Linked DNA regions of Gossypium hirsutum: region 2 is linked to region 1. The links are chromatin contacts, called in public Hi-C maps. All regions are on one chromosome and are shown on one strand. The core of a region is the stretch at or near the end of the contact, and the rest is flanking DNA. Distances in the headings are between cores, read along the strand shown. Region 1 holds the start of LOC121224078. Region 2 holds the start of LOC107945421 (pentatricopeptide repeat-containing protein At5g65560).

Region 1 (6,086 bases), core at 3,378-5,877:
GAAAATAAATTTTAAATTTAGAAACTTAATATAAATGCAGATATAAAATTTCAAAATTAGAGAGGGGAGAAAAACGTTGGGTAGGTGAATCAAAACTTTTATATTTTATGAATTTTTAATAAATTCTTAATCGAATCGATTGAACTAACGAACTAATGGTCTGATTGGTTCTACTATTGATTTGATTCTAAAAATCTTGATTCGAATTTGAGTTGAACAAGTTAAGTTATCAAGTGAGTGAAATTCAAGTTTTTTAGTGGTTAATTAAATTAGCTAATGATCCTAATAGAATGAACTCAACAATCCTATTTTATCTTGAAACAAATTCAATTTGGAAAAAAAAAACTTCCAACCTCGAATATTGAATGAAGTTTGAATTAGACTCAACTTGGTTACATCTCTTCAATATTCTCATCGGAGATAAATAGAGTGAAAAATCGTAAGATGTAACATGAATTTTAAGATAACATCTAGTATGAGATTTTATTATAGTGCGATATTGAGAAATCCTTTTTAAATCAATAACTGTACTTGAGGATAGAAATAAAGAAATTATAGTCATTTGATCAATTCACATCAAAAACTAAAAAATTGTAGTGATAACTTGGAACCTCTTAAATTGGTTATCTATTTCTTTAATATTGAAACTGGTTGAATTGGTTAAAAAGTTAATTCATGTTTCTCACTGTAAATATTATGTGACATGATCAACGATGGATTAATGTTTCTTTTTTCCTTTTTCTTTTATTCCAACAATTGATTTAAAATATCCCGTGAAATCCAATTATAATGGAGCACTTATCCTCCACAATGGTTTATGATAGTGTGACTTTTCATGAAAATCGACCCACATAAGTATTTTCAAATATCTACCCCTTAAGGCTTCCTTTGGTTTGAGGTTTACAGCCAGTGAGGTGCGTTTTCAAGGAAAATATGGTGCCAAACTCACTGCTGTGCTGTTTGGTTTAGGGTGTCAGTGCAGTGAGTTTGCTTCTCCACTACGCTGGTCAGCTGATTTTCAGCTGGAGATTTCAGCAGCAATGGAGGGCTAAACTGAGCTGTTGGCACTGTAACAAACAAAAATACCCTTACTTTTATTTATTATTTTACCATTTTATCCTTGAAAATTAAACTAATTTCTTTCTCAATCTGTAGAAAACCCTGCTCTTCAACTCCTGCTCTTCAATTGACACTCTTACAAAACCCCACCAACAACAAGCAGACTCAAAGAAGCTCTATTTTTCGACTCATCCTATCAATCTTGTTCTCAACTTTGATCTTGTAAGTCAAAACCTTTTTTTTCCACTCTATATATGTGTTTGAATTGTATCAAAGTAGTTTCTGTTTTCCCTTCTCATCTTGTTCTTAGCTAAGAAAATAATAACTATCTGGGTTCATTTGTTTGTGCGTGAGGTAGAAATATTAAACTAAAAAAGGCTTCCTTGTGACCACATATACTAACATCCCGAAGGTAGAAATATTAGGATTTTATTAGATAATGGTATATAGAGAAACCTGAGATCGTACAACAGCAATAGAAAAAAACGTGACGAGTTACCAGGCAAAGACATTATTAAAAATATATCACATATAGGAGTCCAGGATACCAAAGGATTTACTGGCAGTGTCACGACATAACATATGTGATTTTATTAGATAATGGTTCTTTAATACTTTTTTGAGGGAAGACTATAGTTCACTACTGTCTATATTTGGCAATTCTCATTTAGCACCAAATAGAATTACTACTTTAGCCATACCTGTGTACTATTGTTTGCCACTGATCGGGTTGTTACTTTAGCCATACCTTCTTTACAGAAAATATGGATGAAAGTATCAAAAATAACCGCATCGGGTTGCAAGTTTTTACCCGTCATCTCTCTGAATTTATTTTTAGCTTCATCTATCTTTCCTACTTTGCATAGAGCACAAATTGAGTGACTCCTACAAATTGCACAAGGTCCAATAGAAAACATGAAAGAAAGTAAAAATCAATCATGAATTAATGATCTACAACTAGTTTTACAGCCCGAACGGGAATGGAAACAAGAGAATGACAAGCAATATCACAAATTACATCCACAACTTGCTTTCGAACATTTTCATCATAGTCTAAATGCCGATCACATAGGGCAGCTAGAAAATTTAGAACAATGTCAAAATTAGCGAACTAACATAAATAACTATATATTTTGAGAAAAGAAAAATCAAAAGAAAATCACAGATTATTTAAGGAGCCTCAGGTCTAGAGGGATCTGACAACAGACAGATCTTAACATGTTCGAGGACAGACATTCTAACATCGACAACTCTACCAGTCAACCTCATAAAAAATTCTGAAAATATTGGCTGAGATGCTTCACATATATTAGCACCAGGCAGAGCAAAAAGGGATCCAACCAATCTCACAGCTCTCAAACGAGTGTCTAATAGATCAACCTGCATATATTGGAATTTATAATTTATAAACCTCAGAAACTGTCAATCAACTCCAACCATCTTTGAACTCATTTTCCAAAATTAAGACTAAACTATGACAAATCCATAATAAGAAGGACAGAAAAAGAAAAAGCCCTCATTTTCGCAAAGGCTGAACCTAAACTCTCCAAAACCACAAACATTTCATCCTCAAAAAGATTATAAGAATTATTTTAGAATATACAAAAATTATCAAAAACAACAAATAAATATGTCTTCACATGGACGACAAAATCTTAAAGCAGTTAAGTAATTAGTAGAAATGAAAAAGAATTTTTGTGTTCATACCAACAGCTCTCCTGTGAGGTATGGAACAACTCTTGACAGTTACTAAGGAGCACAATGATAAATGCCATAGATAACTTCATGATAGTCAATTTCACTTTTTATTAATTGATTATATCCAGACATCACTGAAATAAGAATCTGTTTTATACCAGCTTCAAGTTTTTCTGAACACTGCTCTATGACATTCATAGCAAGTCTCTTGGCAGCTTGAGTAACACCTCGAGATTATAGATTCCAGAAATCAATTTCCTTCAGAATTATAATTCCTGGGGGATAAGTATAAGCAGCCATATAATTTGTAAGCAATAAGCTAATAGGAAATATGAAATTCTTACACTTTTATTACGACCTAATGTAGACAATATAACAAGTAAAAGATCATCTCGAACATCTTCACTCTCTTCTAACACCACAATCATGATTGTTTGCATAGCTGATAAAACACTTTCTGGATGATCATCCCTGCAATATGTAGTTAACATCAATCCTCCAGTCCAAGATAATTCAAAACATACAGGAAAAGGATTTAAACAACATGCAGATTCTTACTATAAAAGCAACTTAAGGGAAGATGGAACTTTCAAGTACCAACCCAACCACAAGATAGACATGCACACACAAATAGATATGCTCAAGGTACTACAATGAACAAAAAGAGGTTGCAGGCATATCTTAGCCACTGCACTAAAGTGAAATACTAAGACCAATATCATATTGTACTATAAAGCCATTTCAAAATTCTACATTCAACAAAAATAAAAGCACTCATGTTACATGCAACACATACTTTTTGGTAAGCAGAACCGATGAGTAAACGGTTCTTGACATTAAATAAATAATGGAATAAAACATACCTTACAACAGAAAAAAATGTACTGAACATTTCATTAACCAAATCATCAGATTCAAGATCCAACATCACAACACATGATCTATATTTCACAAGAGTGTCCAAAATTTCAACTATCCTTCTAAATGATGGACCATCGGTGTCGCTCAAACCATTGAAAGTGCCAACAATCAAGTTAAAAATATCCTGTTAGGAAAAATCCCAGAACTTCTCATCAAATCCAAAAGCTCCAACCCTTTATTAGCAAGGCCAAACCTACAATACCCACGAACCAAAATCCCAAAACTAAACTCATTCGGCAAGCAACCTTTCTCAGGCATTTTATCAAACAACTATCGGGCAAGCAATTTGAGACTAGCAAATACTAACAATATTCAGAAGCACAATAATAAAATGTATTTATCACCCAATGTCGGGGTAGGATCGCATTCACTCATTGCAGCTTTTTCTTCTATTTTCTCTTTTCTACATCCAAAAAATTTTGCAACAAAAATTAGCATATATATGCTTCAAATAGGAAAGGTCAAAAGAACTGCATGGTGTTTCTGCATCAGAAACTTGTGGTACTTGGCAAAAATAGGTTAGCACTGCAAACGTGAAAACAAAAAAGAATGATGTTTAATAACTAACCCTTCTTCACATGCATTGCTCTCTGCTAAAATAGCTAGCAATGCTTACACGACATGCAGTGAATATGAAAAGGTGATTTTCTCCAGTTCCTCGAAAAAAGGTTTCTAATAACTTGGGTTTTGTTTGGATACCAAGAAAGTACAGTAGGCAAGACTCTTGAGGAAATAAGCGAAAGCGAAAACGTATATATACGAGTATAGGATTTGGATGAATGCAGCGTGTAATAGCCCAAATTTGCCCGGCCCACATACAGCCCACATACAGTTCCAAAATTAAAAAACTGAATAAAAAATAATAAATGTCCACAGTCCAAAATCAACCCAATACAATGGCCCAAATGCTTAAATGCTAACCCACTAAGGCCCATTAAAATATAAACCCAATTTGCCTAGACCTTAGCCCAACCACGAAGCGGCCCAATGCAAAACCAGAAGCTGAAACCCTAGCAGCTTCCAGCGCCGTTCTCCCCAACCACGCACACCTCCGTACGAGCACGCCTCTCCCCACGTACGTGCCACGTTTGCGCCACCGTACCCGTACCTGCAGCAAACGACAACAAACGCAACAGAAAAGGAACAACAATAGGCCAACAGAGAGGAGAAGAGATTTCTTTTTATGTTTTTTATTTCGGCTATAAAGGCCGATTTAAAAAAATCTGTAAAAAGAGGGGAGAGGAACGAATGTAAAAAGTAGAGAGATTGAATGTAAAAAAAAGCATTCAAAGAAATCAAAAACACAAAAACAATAATTTCAAAAAGTGGTTGGCCTTCGCATTCTTATTTCATTTTTCATTGTTTTCTTCTGTTTTTTTTTCGTATCGACGCTTATCTCTTTCAGTAAGAAGGGTGAAAACGAAAGGAAAAGGGCTTAGAACTCATACCTAGGGTTGGTGCGTCATCGAATCCCCCCTTCATTCGGATTGGAGTTGAATGGATGGGGGGCTTTCGATTTTTTGGATGCGGCACAGAAAGGATGGTTTTAAGGTTACTTAGGTTTAGTTTTTTTTAGTTTAATACAGATTATTGAAACGACACCGTTTGAGCCTTGCTTCAATGGCACCAAAACGGTGTCGTATTGAGCCATAATTCGATGAACCGTTCCGATTGTAGCTTGACCCGCGTGTTTTGGTAGGGGAGGGTTATTTGCACTCCAGGTCCTCATTGTTTGTGTTTGGTTTCAATCTAGTTTATGTTGCTTCTTTAAATCGGGCTGCATAATTTGTCACTGACTCCATTTTAGTCCATTTGCAGTGTTGCGTTTTACTGGGCAAGGAATATTTCCTATTTTAGTCCCTATATTATTCGCGCTTTGTAATTTGGTCTTTTCCCTTTTATTTATTTCAGATTTACCCCTAAATTTCTGTTCTAATTCCAAATTAGCCCATTGTTTTATTAATTAGTTTAATATTAATTTATTATTATTATTTGTTATTGTTATTGACATTATTGTTATATTTGGTTACATTTTCGGTTACTTATTTTTTACATATATATATTACTTTATTATGCACTATTATTTTAAATTCTTTTATCTTATTATTATCATACATTATTATTTTAACTTTGTGATGAATTATTCTTTCTTTATTAATCCAATATTTTTAATAACTTTTATTTTATAATATACTTTTAAAAACCCTATTTTATATATTCTGTTTATTTCAAATTCTTTATATATATATTATTATGTATATATTATCATCTTTATTTTTTTTCTCTCATGTATTACTTATTTAAATTAATATATGTATATAATTTTATGTATTTTGATATAATATTTATTTTTAAATTTATTGGGATACTATTATTGTATGAAGTATTTGTTTTTAACTATATTTTTG
Region 2 (5,829 bases), core at 1,815-4,314, 570 kb after region 1:
ACTTTTAATGCCCGTTAGAAGATAAAAAGGGTCTCCTACTCCATTTGACGTGAATAACTTCTGAAAGTACATAGTAGTAGCTTCATTAATCTTAGTAACTTCGGTAATCTCTCCTCCTCCATCAAGTTCTAACTTTGATATGGTATTAATGTTTCTTCGATATGTGGCAAACCTATGAAAGAAAGTCGAATTCCTATCTCCTGCTTTAAGCGAATTTGCCCTTGCCCTTTGTTCTCAGTGAATTTCATCTTTATCAATTTCCATATTCAGGTGGATTTTGGTATCAATGACTTTTGCCATTGTGTCGTCAGTCCTTTCTTACACCATTAACGTATCAAGTTGCTTTGTAAGCTTTTTCTTCAATCCCTCTCGCCGTTCTTTTATTGATTTTGCCCATATTTTTAAGTTTGCTTGTAGTCTTTTGAGTTTTTCAGCAACTATACCTATTCCTGACTCCTAAGATTCTTTAACTACTTCCTCAATAGTTTCCTCCATGAGCCACCACTCCTCGAATTTAAATTTTGAATTGCCCTTATAAGAATTTCTACATTTTGTGTTTATAAGAAGTGGGCAATAGTCAGACATTGAGTGTGTTAGGTGTTTGATGTTACATGTTGAAAATAATTGCCTCCATTTGTCATTTGCCACTCCGCTGTCAAGTCTTTCTCTAGTGTTTGTCTCTGGTAAATTTCCTCTTTCCCAAGTAAACCAAACCCCCAAATATCCCAAGTCTTCTAGTAGGCATTATTCTAAAGCCTCTCGAAAGGCCTCCATTCTACTCTCTTCCCTAGGTTCACCCCCACATTTTTCATAAGAATACATGATCTCATTAAAATCACCACTTACCAACCATGGATGACTTCTGTCTTGCCCCAATTTCTTTAGCAGATTCCACGTAGCACTGCTATTATTAACATAGGGCAAACCATAGAACCTCGTGAACCTCCATTCTGCTTCATCATTGTCTTCTTTAACCATAATATCAATATGATTCCTAGAATAACTTTGTAAGCTTATTTCAGTGTCTCCTTTCCATGCTAAACATAGTCCTCCTAGCGAACTCTCTGTTTCAATATCAATTCCATTAATAAAACTATATCTTCTTCTGAGTTTTTCCATGCGTTGCTTATCTAGCTTTGTCTCCATTAAGAAGACCATCTGGGGATTGTGCTGTTTTAGGAAAAAACACAGCCTCCTTACTGTCCATGGACTTCCCAATCCACAAACATTCCAACTAATGATTTTCATTGTGTTCGGTCAGCTTGCCTCTTGGTAGCCGCCGATCTCAATAAATTTTGTATTTCCAATTGCTCAGAACTGTCTAACATCACTTTTGAGAAGGCTCTATCACAGCTTTCGACATCATCTTTTTTTAATCTTTTAGTTCCGTCCACCTCAACATCTCTCTTGTCAATCCTTGCAAGATCTCATTCTGGGGACTTCTTCTTTCCCACACTATTCTCAGCCTTTGTTTGTATCACCGTGGCCATTGGTTTTATTCTTTTCCAGCTTGTTTTCTTTTCATGGTTTACGTTTTTACACTCTTGTACCTTGCTGCTATTTGCCTTCTTAGCCTCTTCTAACCCAAATATGCTTCCCTGCTCATTTATCATCTCTTTCCCTCCCATCAATTCCATATACTCCTGTACTTCCCGAATCTCGTTATTCTATTTTTCCATTATCTTAGAATTTTCTATCAACACTACTTTTCCTCCTGTGTAAGAGCTTTGAACCCCCACCTTCTTCGTCATAGCATTAAGTTTCATACTTTCTTTTCCAACTAATTTTGATTCTGCTTTTAAAGCCAACGAATAAGGTGGATCAATACTAATTTTTCTTTTTCTTGCAGGTATTATTTGAGTGCAATCTGTTATCCCGTGCCCCATTCTTCCACATCCAAAACAAAATGTCGGTAGATTATCGTACTTAAAAGGAACCCACGTTTTATTAACATTAATACTAGAGACAAAAATACCTCGGCGTAGTGGTTTCCGAACATCCAAATTGATTCTGAGTCGACAGCAAGCATCGTTAATTTCAAATCTGATAACCCCCCAAACGTAACACCAATTGCATGCAAGGGATCTTTCTTATCAAATTCTGGTAAATACGAATCAATTTTTATCCAAAGCGGTGAAGAATTTAGACTAATTTGATCTCTTTCCACCTCCTAAACTAAATTTAGACTAATTTGATCTCTTTCCACCTCCTAAACTAACCTATTGAATAAAATAATACTTTTACGGAAAAGCCAATGTCTCCCCTCCATAATCGTCTCCAGATCTTCCAAATCAAACACTATCAAAAATAGATTTTGCCCCACCCGCTGGATCTCAAACTTTTTCCTTGTCTTCCATATACTTTTCATTTGTGCCCTAAAGCTTTCTGGGTTGTAAAGCTTTTCTGTCCAAACTGTGCATATCAGCGTTGGTTTAGAATTTGGTACCACCACCGACCCCTTGACTGATAATTGGATGAGTTCTTCTGCTAGGAGAGAGATCTCATCCCTCCCCTCTCTATTCTCACCACCGCTTTCCTCTATCCCAAGCCGCAGTAACTATTTTCTCTAGGACTCTACGTAAAGCACTCTTGGGAGCAGAAAGAGATTTTTAGTTTCGTGGGATGGGTCAATTTTTTTTAATTAACCTTAAAAGTTACACTTACTTTCAAATTAACAAATTGTGAAAAAGGAAATTTTAGTTTGTCTAAAAATTGAGATCTGCTTCAAACATAAACTGAAAATTTTGAGAATCAAACCTTTAGAAATGTCTATTTCTAACTATTTTTAGAATCAGACTGGATCAGTTGGTTGGATTGAGGATCAGTTAAAGTATCGATCTGAATAAAACATTAAATCAATTAACCCACAAACTGATTGAAAGATGCAAACTCGTTTTATATCATGTTTTTATTATTATACTTTATTGTTTTATTGTATTTTATGCAAAAAAATATTGTAATTTAAATTTATTGCATTTTATGAAATATTAAGTACAGTGATAAGACACATTATATTCTTAATAAGAGAACACATGTTTAAACTTTAAAAAGGACATTATTATAAGGGGCATCCTAAACATAAAGCATAAAACAAACATGAAAATATTAAAATGAAATTAACGATTCTTTATTAGGGAAGCCCAAATTACGCAGCCCAAAACCCAAAGCACGCCTGGGAAACGTTTATCTCAGTGCATCCTACCTAATCAATCAATCCTCCATTACCTAAACTCCAGCCGCTTCCGTGATTCTTCTTATCAATCATTTCCATGAATGGATCCTCCATCATCGCCACCATCAGAACCTCCACGATGAGAACGCCGGCGGCTATTATGAAACATGTTGAGTCCTTCCATTTCCGCTGCTTCCTCCTCACCAAACCCTTCTCGTCATTCCCTTCATCTCTTCCCATAGACCCTGAGCCACCCGATCACGATCTCCCTTTGCTCCTTCACTCCATTCTCTCCAAACCCAATTGGCAAAAGCACCCTTCCCTCCCTAAACTCCTCCCTTCCATTTCCCCTTCCCATGTCCATTCCCTCTTCTCCCTCAACCCTTATCTTCTCCCCCAAACTGCTCTCGATTTCTCCTATTGGATCTCCCAGAAACCCACTTTCAAACACTCTGTTTATTCCTATTCTGCCCTTTTGAACATCCTTGTTGCTTACAAGTTCTTCGGCCCTGCTGACAAAATACGCCTCGCCATGATCAAATCCTCCGCTTCCATCCACGAATCCCGGTTCGTTTTTGAATTAATAATGGAAATGAATAAGAATGAGCAACTTCATTCCTGTTTTAAGCTTTCCCTTAGATCCTACAATTTTTTGTTGATGTCGTTATCGAAATTCTTGATGATTGATGAAATGAAATCCGTTTATAGTGAGATGTTGAACAATAGGGTTTCACCCAATATTTTTACTTGGAATACTATGGTTAATGGTTATTGTAAGATTGGGAATGTGGTTGAGGCTCAACGCTATGTCACTAAAATCGTCCAAGCGGGATTAAATCCCGATACCTTTACTTATACTTCGTTAATATTGGGGCATTGTAGGAATAAGGATGTAGATAGCGCATTTAGGATTTTTAGAATGATGCCAAGTAAGGGTTGTCGAAGAAATGAGGTTTCGTATACGAATCTTATTCACGGTCTATGTGAGGCTGAACGGGTTGATGAGGCTATTAAGTTGTTTGAGGCGATGGGGGAGGATTTTTGTTATCCTACGGTTCGTACATACACTGTGATTATTTTTGGATTGTGTGAAACCGGGAGGAAGCCAGAAGGAATAAAATTGTTCAAGGAAATGTCACAGAAAGGGTGTGAGCCGAATGCTCATACTTATACAGTAATCATTGATAGCTTATGTAAAGACAATAAGGTTGATGAGGCAAGGGAAATGGTAGGTAGGATGTTAGGGAAAGGGCTGGTTCCAAGTGTGGTCACCTACAATGCTTTGATTGATGGATACTGCAAACATGGAGCAATGGAGGCTGCATTGGAAGTTTTGGGTACGATGGAGTCTAATAATTGTTTTCCCAATGAGCGAACCTATAATGAATTGATAGCTGGGTTTTGTAAGAAGAATGTTCACAAGGCAATGGCATTTCTTGATAAGATGCTTGAACTTAAGCTGGTACCTAATGTGGTCACATATAATTCATTAATTCATGGGCAATGTAAAATGGGGCAGTTGGATAATGCCTTTAGGCTGCTTGAGATGATGAAGGAGAATGGTTTGGTTCCTGACCAATGGACTTACAGTGTTCTTATTGACTCCCTTTGTAAAGTTGATAGGATAGAAGAAGCTCGTAATCTCTTTGACTCTCTCAAGGAGAAAAGCTTAAAAGCAAATGAAGTTATATATACTGCTTTGATTGATGGATACTGCAAGGTTGGGAAAATTGAAGATGCTAATTATTTGCTTGATAGAATGATTAATCAGGGCTGCTTGCCAAACTCATGCACTTACAATGCCATTATAGATGGGTTGTGCAACATGAAAAATATGAAGGAAGCATTGTCGACGGTGAAAAAGATGGCAGGGATGGGTGTGAAGCCTACGGTAGATACCTATACAATTTTCATCAAATGGATGCTTAAAGAAGGTGACTTCGATCATGCGCATGGGAATCTTGATCAACTAATTTCCTCAGGATGTCAACCTGATGTATTAACCTATACTGCTTTTATTCGTGCATATTGTGGTTCAGGGAGACTAAAAGAAGCAGAGGATATGATGATTAGGATGAAGGAAGAAGGAGTTTTTCCTGATTCTTTGACATACACATTACTTCTAGATGCATATGGATGCCTGGGATTGATGCATTCTGCATTTGATGTTCTCAAATGTATGTTTGATGCTGGCTGTGAGCCTTCTCATCATACATACTCTATTTTATTCAAGTATCTGTTGAAGGACCGAGGGACAAAGGATGACAGCCCTGCAGTGAATTTGGTTTCAAATGGCATGTTGTTTGATCGTGCTGATGTCTGGAAGTCAATGGAATTTGACACTGCTTTGGAATTGTTTGAGAAAATGCGTCAGCATGGTTGTGTACCCAATGCTAACACTTATGGCAAGCTTATTATAGGACTTTGCAAAGTTGGCCGCTTTGTCGTAGTACAGAAGTTATTTGATCATATGAGAGATCAAGGAATATCTCCTGGTGAAGATGCCTACAACTCTCTTCTTAATTGTTTCTGTGAGTTGGGAATGTATGATAATGCTATGATAGTGGTGGACCTAATGATCAAATCTAGCCAGTTACCCCATCTGGACTCCTACAGGCAACTGATTTGTGGACTATATGATCAAGGGGATAAGGAGA

The links. A called contact is a pair of places that touch in the nucleus more often than the background predicts.
Region 2: a contact with region 1 is called in a Hi-C map of leaf, with 2.3 times the contacts expected there. The contact joins the promoter of LOC107945421 here to the promoter of LOC121224078 in region 1. A contact is called at or near these places in 2 of 34 Hi-C or Micro-C datasets (both in leaf).

What each region holds. Positions count from the first base shown.
Region 1 is chrD12:20,471,652-20,477,737 of Gossypium_hirsutum_v2.1, forward strand. It overlaps LOC121224078, which reads right to left and starts at 4,628. Exons shown (of 4, transcript XR_005921545.1): 1 at 4,247-4,628; 2 at 3,986-4,081; 3 at 2,916-3,228; 4 at 1,986-2,439. It also overlaps the pseudogene LOC121224524.
Region 2 is chrD12:21,040,610-21,046,438 of Gossypium_hirsutum_v2.1, forward strand. LOC107945421 (pentatricopeptide repeat-containing protein At5g65560) reads left to right here and starts at 3,065. Exons shown (of 4, transcript XM_041108543.1): 1 at 3,065-5,829. The coding sequence starts at 3,270.